Regions from separate parts of the Vulpes vulpes genome. Here region 2 is linked to region 1. Evidence: chromatin contacts called from public Hi-C data. All regions are on one chromosome and are shown on one strand. The core of a region is the stretch at or near the end of the contact, and the rest is flanking DNA. Distances in the headings are between cores, read along the strand shown.

Region 1 (4,255 bases), core at 1,614-4,113:
GTCTGAGGGTGGAGGAAGTGATTAATTGTAGAGGGGTAGTAGGTCACTTTTTGGGATGATAGACATGTTCTTTATTTTGATTATAGTAATAGTTACATGGGTGCATCTGTCAAAATGTACTTAACTATAGACTTAAAACGGTAGCATTTTATGTAAATTATATTTAAAATGTTGATGATAAAAATAAAACAAAAACCCCCCAAATATGTATGTACTGCAGGTGTACTAAAAATAACAAACAGGAAGTGGTGTGATGGACAGTTTGAATCACCCTGCTGTGGTTATTGTCTCTGAAAACTCATTCTTTGATATAGACTGTTTTTTTTTTCAGTGTCATTAAAAAATAATTAATGGACTTTATTTCTTAGAATTGTAACAGAATTCTCATGTATGCATTCAGTTTCCCCTTTTATTATCATCTTGCCTTAGTGTGGTACATGTTATACCTGATGAAGCAGTATTGGTAGATTGTTACTTAAGTCCATAGTTTATACTAGAATTCATTCTTTGTGCTGTATAAGTTTATAGATTTTCACTAAAGCATAATGTCATATACTCACCATTTCAGTATCAAAAATGATAGTTTTGTTGTCCTAAAAATGCTGTATGCTCCACATATTCCTTCTCCCAATCTCTGGCAACCACTGATCCTTTTACTGTCTCTATAGTTTTGCCAAACTATAATTTTCTTCTTTCACTTTTTTAGATAGATGCTATGTACAAACAGGTTTATGTTTCTTATTTCTGCCATCCAATCAGATTACCTCTCCTAACTTTTTTCTTTTATATAGTTTATCTTTCCCTGAGAACCTCTTGGAGGATGGTGAAAGAGATGTGCCCTCTATAAGCTGCAGCAGAGAGAGCTATTTCTCCCCAATATCCATTCTGCCCTTCTTCCTTTTAATAATAAAATAATCCCATTCTGTCAAGGTTTGACTGAACCCTGGACTACTTAGCTAGAGACTACATTTCCTACCTTCCTCGTATCTTGGTGGCCCATGGGATATGAGTTTTCAATAAGTTATCAATAAGTACAAGTGATACGAACTGACTAGAGAAAATATGACATTTTAATATGTAATATGTAATTTTAAAGATTTTTGGTTTTAGTTTAGAGAGAGAGAGAGCATATGAGCAAAAGAGAGGGGCAAAGGGAGAGGGAGAGAATCTTCAGGCAGACTCCCCACTGAGTGGGGAGCCCAACCTGACCAGGGATTGATCCCAGGACCCTGAACCAAAACCAAGAGTTGAACGCCTAAGCAACTGAGCCACCCAGGTGCCCCTACCATGCAACTTTAGACTTGTGTCCCATTCTTGGACCATACTCCTTAAAGGTTATTGTGAATTAATATACATCTGATGGACAAACCTAAGCCTATGAGGTTAAGTAAAGGAGTGGTCAAGGGAGCTCAAAGGAGAATCAGGGGACTGTGGATTTATGGGAGCTAAGGGAAGCAAGACTTTGTAGATGTGATTAACATGATCAAATAAAACTGAGAAATCCAATGAAACAAGGAATGAAAGGGAATTGATTGTTAGTCTCAGTTTTCATATCTATAAAATGGTTATCTTGTGTGGTTATTACATGGTTAGCTAAACTCAACTAAGCTTCTGGCTTATGGTGGGTTCTCAAATTTTAGCTTCCTTCTCTTTTTGTGATCAATGTTTTACTCCACAAATACTTATTACTAGTGAGGAACTCTGCCGGAGGCTGGCTATGCACTGATGACAGACTCTGCCCAAAAGCACTCTGAAGTGTTGTAGGGTAAACACCTAAACAGGCCAGGGCTGTTTCTTGTCAAGAGTGATATGATGAAAGGAAGTATATAGAAGTTACCTGATTTATCTTGCTCTGTTTCTTTGGTTTTGGCAGGTGGATTATGACACTTAAAAACATCTCAGGTGCAAAAAACTTGTTTTTTGTTAACATGGTATTGATGCATGAAAGTGTTTCTAGATTATTGGATACGATGCCAAGCAATGCATTCTTCTTTTTTTTTTTTTTAAGATTTATTTATTCATAGAGATGCACAGAGAGAGAGAGAGAGAGGCAGAGACACAGGCAGAGGGAGAAGCAGGCTCCATGCAGAGAGCCTGACGTGGGACTCGATCCGAGGACTCCAGGATCAGGCCCTGGGCTGCAGGCGGCGCTAAACCGCTGCGCCACCGGGGCTGCCCCATTCTTATTTCTGTATGTGAAAGTTTTATGGTTTTTGAGGAACCGTTTAAAGTCGAAGGAAATACCCATTCACTAAAGTTCTCACTCAGAACTCACTTCCTTGTACCAAAAAAAAAAAAAAAAAAAAAAAAAAAAAAAAAAGCTTGTGAATTGTTTTTAATTGGCAACTATCAAATTCATTTATATCCACAGTTACTCAAACATGTTAGGAAGTTCACTTACTAGCCCTATCTTTTGAGTTTTATTTTACATGCAGTAAAATCTATCCCTGTTATGAATTTTGTCCAGCAAAAAACGGTGTCATCAGGGTACACCTGGGTGGCCCAGGGCGTGACCCCGAGGTCCCAGGATCGTGTCCCACATTGCGCTCCCTGCGTGGAGCCTGCTTCTTCTTCTACCTGTGTCTCTCATGAATAAATAAAATCTTTAAAAAAAAACCCAAAAAGGTGTAATCATTAACACAATTAAATTATCGAACAGTTCCATCATTCCCCCTCCCCCAAATTTCCTTAAGCTCTTCTTTAGTCAACCCCTTTCTCTGGTCACCATTGATCAGTGCTCTGTCCCTTTTTAAGCACTTTTTATCGTGAAATGATTACAGACTCACAAGAGACTGCAAAAATAGTGCCGAACCTCGCGTATCCGTCACCTCGCTTTCCCCAGGGGTGACCTCTTACGTAACTGTGGTACAAGATCATAACCGAGCCCCGTGCGCTTGAAGGCAGGTTTTCCTTTCACGTCTTCAACTCGCTACGCTTTTTTTTCCCACACAAATTTAATTCTGTTGTGTTACAAGGAGCAGATGCTAGTTTCCCCTCAGATGTCGGCTGTTGCATTTTCAGTCTTTCAGCTCGATTACCACAGTTACTTCTACGTTTTTCTGTGGTCTTTACCCCACAGTCGCCCCCCCATCCCCATTTTAATTCTGCTGTTTTTTCTTTCTTTTTTTTTTTTCCTGAGGTACGTGCCCCAGAGGGTACTACTGGAACTCTCGAACTGCTACCGTCTATCTGGGTCCTTAGGTCAAAGGAGGGAGCCGTGTTTGTGACTGGTGGCTGAGGCGCTTACAGGAGTTTCAGCGCGTGCACGGACGCCGGCCGGCTAGGACTCCAACCTCGGAGAAGGTTCTCGCTCCGACCCGTCTCCAGCAGTCACTCACTGGTTTTCCAGGTATGTGGCTATTTGTTGGAAGGACAGGTGGCGACGGCGCGGCACCTGCACGGGCGGCCGCCCTCGTGCTCGCGGGGCGCGCGGCCACGGCTCGCTTCCGGCGGCGCTGGGCTGGGGGCGGGGCCTCGGCTCGCGGGGGCCGGGGCTGCTGCGAGGCCACGCCCCCTGGCCCGAGTCCTGCGCGCGCGGCCTGCGACGTCAGCCCCTCCCCCGCGCGAGCCAGGCCCAGGGGGCGCGGCAGGCGCTGGTGCGCATGCTCCGCGTCGGTCGCCGCGGCGGCTGTGGCGAAGGGAGGGCAGGGCCTACCCGCTGCGGGCTGTAGGCGCGTTCGCTCCCGTCCTGTGCTGAGGCGTCCGTGGCCCCCGGGAGCCCGCCCGTCGCCCCCCCGCCCGGGCCCGCTGGCCGGACGGCCGCTGGCAGAGCGCTGGGCACCGCCCCGGCTCCCCTCCCCCAGCCCGCGGCCCCGCCTGCGCTAGGCCGGCGGCGGGGTCAGGGGCCGAGCGGAGCGGGGTGAGTACTCGCGCGGCCCCCGTCGGCCCCCGTCGCCCGCGCCGCTCGCCGCACGGGCCTCCCGCAGCCGAGGGCGGCGCGGGGGCGGCAGGCAGCCAACCCCGAACAAAGACCCGGAGGCGGGGCCCCGGAGCGGGCTGCCGGGGCGGCGGGGTCGCGCTGACCGGGCTCCGGCGCCCGCGGGGACCCGGGAACAAAGGCTGCTCGGTGACCCGCGGTGACCCCGACGCCCAGGCCCGCTCAACTTGGAGGGGTTTCGGACTCCGTGAGAATCTGGGAGGGATGGCTGGCTGGCATTCACAGCCGGCAGCCCTGCGTCTCCCGGATAACCCCTCCACGCGTAGCGTCTGAAGTCACGGATTGGGGCGTAGTCGACGCATTTAGCGGCGCGAACAT
Region 2 (4,337 bases), core at 113-2,612, 180 kb before region 1:
GCACCGCCGCGGTTCGCTCTCGTTTTTAGCAACAACCCAATCCCCGTTACAAGTACGTGAGCACAGCAGCCAGCGGCCGCGCTTCGCAGCGCGCCGCGACCGCGGCAGCATCCCGGCCGGGAGGGCTCCGTCCCCGCCCGCCTCCCGGGCCCCAGCCGAGCCCACACCTGTGTCTGCCCCCCGCCCCCGGCGCCCCCCCGCGACCCCGGCCAGCCCTGCCCCCGCCCGCCGCCGCAGCGCCCGGACCCCCACGCCGCCGCCCCGCGGGGGCCCCCCGCCGTCCCCGCGGCCCCCGGCGTCTGCCAGGCACCAAGTCTCCAAAAAAAGTTCTCGGGCCGCGGCGGAGAGTGGGGCGTGCCGGCCGGGGGCAGGAGCAGCGGCCCGCCCCGGCGCCTCCCGCCGCCCGCCCGCACGCTCGGCCTCCCCGGGAACCCGACCCGTCCCGGGCCCCCAAACTTCAGCGGCGCCGCCGGCGCCCACCAGCCCGCCCCGCGGGGCACCGGGCACCGCGGCCGCCGGCGGCCCCTCCGCGCGCGGACAGCCCGACGCCCGCACGCGCGTCTCCGCGCCCCGCGGGGCCCCGCTCGGCCGCTCCGCGCCCCGCTTCCGCCCGCCGCGCGCCCGGCACCGCCGCCCTCGCCTCGCCTCGCCTCGCCTCGCCTCGCCCGCGATCCCGGCCGCGAAGCCCGGCGCCGCGCCGCTCCCGCCGCTCCCGCCGCTCCCGCCGCCCGCCGCGCCCGCCCTCCGGACGCCCCCGCCCCCGCCGCGAGCCCCGCTCCGCGCAGCTGCGCCCTCCCGCCCTCCCCGCCGCCCTGGGCAGCGCGCCGGGTCCCCGCAGCCCCGGACCCCGGCTCTAAAGTTACTTTGCGCGGAGGCGAGCCCGCGGGTTATTCCCCCCGTCACCCAAACAAGTTTCCCTCCGCCGCAGCAGCGCCGCCCCCGCCCGCCCGCCCGCAGCCCCCCGCGGGCACCTCCCGGGAGGCAGCCGCTCCCCGCCCCGCGCGCCCCCAGCCTCGCGCACCCCTCCCCCTGCCGGCGCACCCCCGGCTCTCCCCGGGCCGAGAGCGTCTGGGTCTGCGTGTCTCCGAGAGTGTGCGAGTGCGTGCGTGTGTGTGCGCGCGTGTGCAGGCGGAGGTGGGTGAGAAGCGGAGACACTTACTTCTCCCGGGCCTGGCTGTCGGACGGGACGGCGCTGCTGTTACTCTTGCCTTTGCCGTACATGCTTGTGCCGAGAGCAGCTCCCACTGTCACGCACCTGTCAACCCATCACAGCCTCCCCGGGAACAGCCCCGTCCCCATGGCGACCCACGCAGCCACCCCCACCATTGGCCGCCCCACGCCGGAGCTCCGCCCCCTTCGCCCGGGCAACGCGCGAGACTGACAGCCCTCCCCTCCCTCCGGCCCGCCGGGCGCGCGGCGGCGGCTCCAGCCTGAGCGGCAGGCTCCTCCCTCCCTCCCTCCCGGGCGCCCTCCCTCCTTCCCGCTCCCTTCTCCTCCCTCCTCCCGCTCTCTTTCCCCCCTCCCCCTCCGAACCCCGGCGCAAGGGGGGAATTAGAAACTGCTCTAGAAGGATTTTAAACAACTGGCTGTTCCCTCCGCCGCCGCGCCTCCCCCCGCGCCGCCCGCGCTCGGCTCCTCACTGGAGAGAAGGCGCCGGGAGGAGGGGAAAGTGCGGCCTGGAGTCGCCGGGAGGAGCCGGCGGAGCTGGAGCCGCGGCGGCCCCAGACTTCGGGGCGCCCGGCGGCTGGGCGGGCAGACCTGCGGCCCCAGCCTTCGGGGGAGCCCCCGCCCGCCCCCGGCCCCGCGCCCCTGCTGCCTGCGACCCGCGCCCGTACCCTGGGGTGACCTCTGCCGCCCGCAGCCCTGCTCCCTGGGGTGTCGTCCCCCCCGCCCCCGCCCGGCTCCCAGGGGCCCGGCTGGCGAGGGACGGTCGCGCGGGTCCCTCGACCTCCTGCGGGAGCCTCCCGGGCGCCTCGCCTTTCCTCCCGGGGAGGGCCTGGGCCCGGCGCCGCGGGGGTGGCGTCGCCTCGCCCCGGGGGCCGCGCCCTGCCTCCCCGGGGAACACCCGGCCTCGGGCCTGCCTCGCCTCCCCCGGGGTGCGCCTCCTCCCCGGACGGCGGGCCCCGCAGCCCCGACCCCGGGGCACCCGCGCAGCACTCCCCGGCCGGGCCTTGCCGGGCCGGGCGCCCCAGGACAGGGCTCCAGGCATCCCCACCTGCTCTGCTTTTCCAGCCTTGCTTGGGCGATGCCCACTTTTGCCAACCTTCGAAGTGGAAAGGGCCACTAAAGGCCTTTAAAGACACCCCTGCCCTCGTCCATCGGAGTAGGCCCCAGCCCTCCTCCAAGGTGGGCAAAGTTGTGCCACAGCAGACAGGCTTGCCTAGGAATATTTCAGGATCAAAGCCCCTAATCCCGTTTCAATAGATGTGCAGAAAGTTTTCGAGAGACACAATCTGGCTCCCGATAGAACTCCATCCTTTATCTTGTGGAGATCCTTGGATGCAAAATCAGACAGAGTGCAAATGGGGTTAGAAAGAAGACATGGGCATCAAATAGGGAATGACAGAGGAAGAGGGGTTGCAGGTGGGGGTCAGACTGAGGAGACATCAGGAACAGATGAATAGACATGGAACGGCTATGGGAGGGAGGGAAAATAGGATGTAGATTGGGAGAGCTACCTTTCTATTTCTCACATAGAGGTTTACGCTTTTAGTAGTAGCACCCTAAAAATGCACATGGAGCTATAGGGATAAATGGAATGGAAAGAAATGGGTTTATATGGCCAGCCACAGCAAATGATAGGAATGAAACATCAACAGAAGGTTAAGGAAGGGCAGTTAGTAAGAAAGAGAGAGACTGAGAAAAGGGGTTGGTAACCAAACATAAATCAAAACCTGGGGGAAAATGAAAAAGGGACTGCTATTCTAGTGTTAGAGAATTTTTTTAGTTGGAAAAAGTAGAAAGATAGGAAAGAATAAAAGACATAAGATTAAATGAAGAAAACAATATGATAGCAAAAGAAGATGGCAAAAACAATAGAGGACTGACATTATGGTAGAAAGACTCAAGCAAAATAAAAGTGTCCTTATTAAAAGGACAAAAATCCAACCCATGGAAGTGAGGATGAAGAAAATGAAAAAAAAATCACTTAGGCTTAAGCTGATTAGTTTCCATGAGAAGTCATTTGTCATTTCTATTTCAAAATCCCTCTTTCAGTTTACAGTGAACCACGGTGATTTGGTGGTGGAGACATGGCATTCATGGACTCAGAAGGAAGTAGTGATGCTGAGTGAGTAAGTCTTTTGATGAACTTCTGCTCAAAATGTTCAGATATGAATAAGGCTACCACTGTTTATAGACTCTACCTTCAGAGTTACCATATGTCATTTGTTGTTCAGTTATCAATCTTCATTGGCTTTAACCCAGAAAATTATCAGCATCTCAAGGATCATGACCCACAGAATACTCCCTAAAAGTGACGCTTACAGAATGTTGTCAAAGACAGAGCTATGGCAGCTGCTAATCCATGCTCCTGCCCACACTTGGACTAAGGTAAGTTTTCCATTAAAGACCAAGAGTAGGCTTTGTACTGTTATCTAAATAACAAATTAGTTCTCATCCTTGCACTAGTATTGAGGTTCTCTATTGTTCTTAGTCATGGCACATTAGAATTACCCTAGGAGGATTTGTTTTTAGTTGGCTTTTGTTTAAAATACAAGATCTGGGACCCCCCACCCCAAACCAACTCACTAAGAAATTTTGTGGATGGACCCAGGCATCTGTTATTTTTTGTAAGCTCCAGGCGATTCTTTTGTGTAACTAGGGCTGCTTAACTCTGCTCTTCAGTATCCACTTATAGACAGCCAATGGACACCATCAGATCTCAGAACAAGATTCTTAGGTTGTGGTTTACATAGCAGATGACCCTCCCCATGTAAGGCATTAAGGCATCTTTACAGTGGACTTTACTTTCTATCCAGTGAGCCAATAAATTTGTTAATAGGATGAAAAAGTACGACCACATGTGTTCTTATAGTACAAGATCACAAGTAGCTATGGTTTAATGTACTATTTCCTAAGGAGAAAGGAAAACAAAGAGAAAACAAGAGAGGCTATTTCCTGTCTACTGCTGCAATTTATTCATTTGATTAGTTTTTACTCAGATTTATTACATGGAAGAGTCCTTTGAGTAATGGCGTATTTTCTGGTATTTAAAAAATAAATAATAGATCTGCCCAGTAGGGTATGGAATTCAGAACAATTTGGTCTTAGTGTCTAGAAAGAATAAAATGCTGAAAGATCTTAGTTCCGAACTTGCCAAGTTAATGTCACTTAAC

The links. A called contact is a pair of places that touch in the nucleus more often than the background predicts.
Region 2: a contact with region 1 is called in a Hi-C map of skeletal muscle, with 2.5 times the contacts expected there. The contact joins the promoter of SSBP2 here to the promoter of ATG10 in region 1. A contact is called at or near these places in 2 of 3 Hi-C or Micro-C datasets (both in skeletal muscle).

The regions. Positions count from the first base shown.
Region 1 is chr14:73,318,233-73,322,487 of VulVul3, reverse strand. It overlaps ATG10 (autophagy related 10), which reads left to right and starts at 2,863. Exons shown (of 8, transcript XM_025992944.2): 1 at 2,863-3,349.
Region 2 is chr14:73,495,428-73,499,764 of VulVul3, reverse strand. SSBP2 (single stranded DNA binding protein 2) reads right to left here and starts at 1,362. Exons shown (of 17, transcript XM_025992948.2): 1 at 1,160-1,362. The coding sequence starts at 1,221.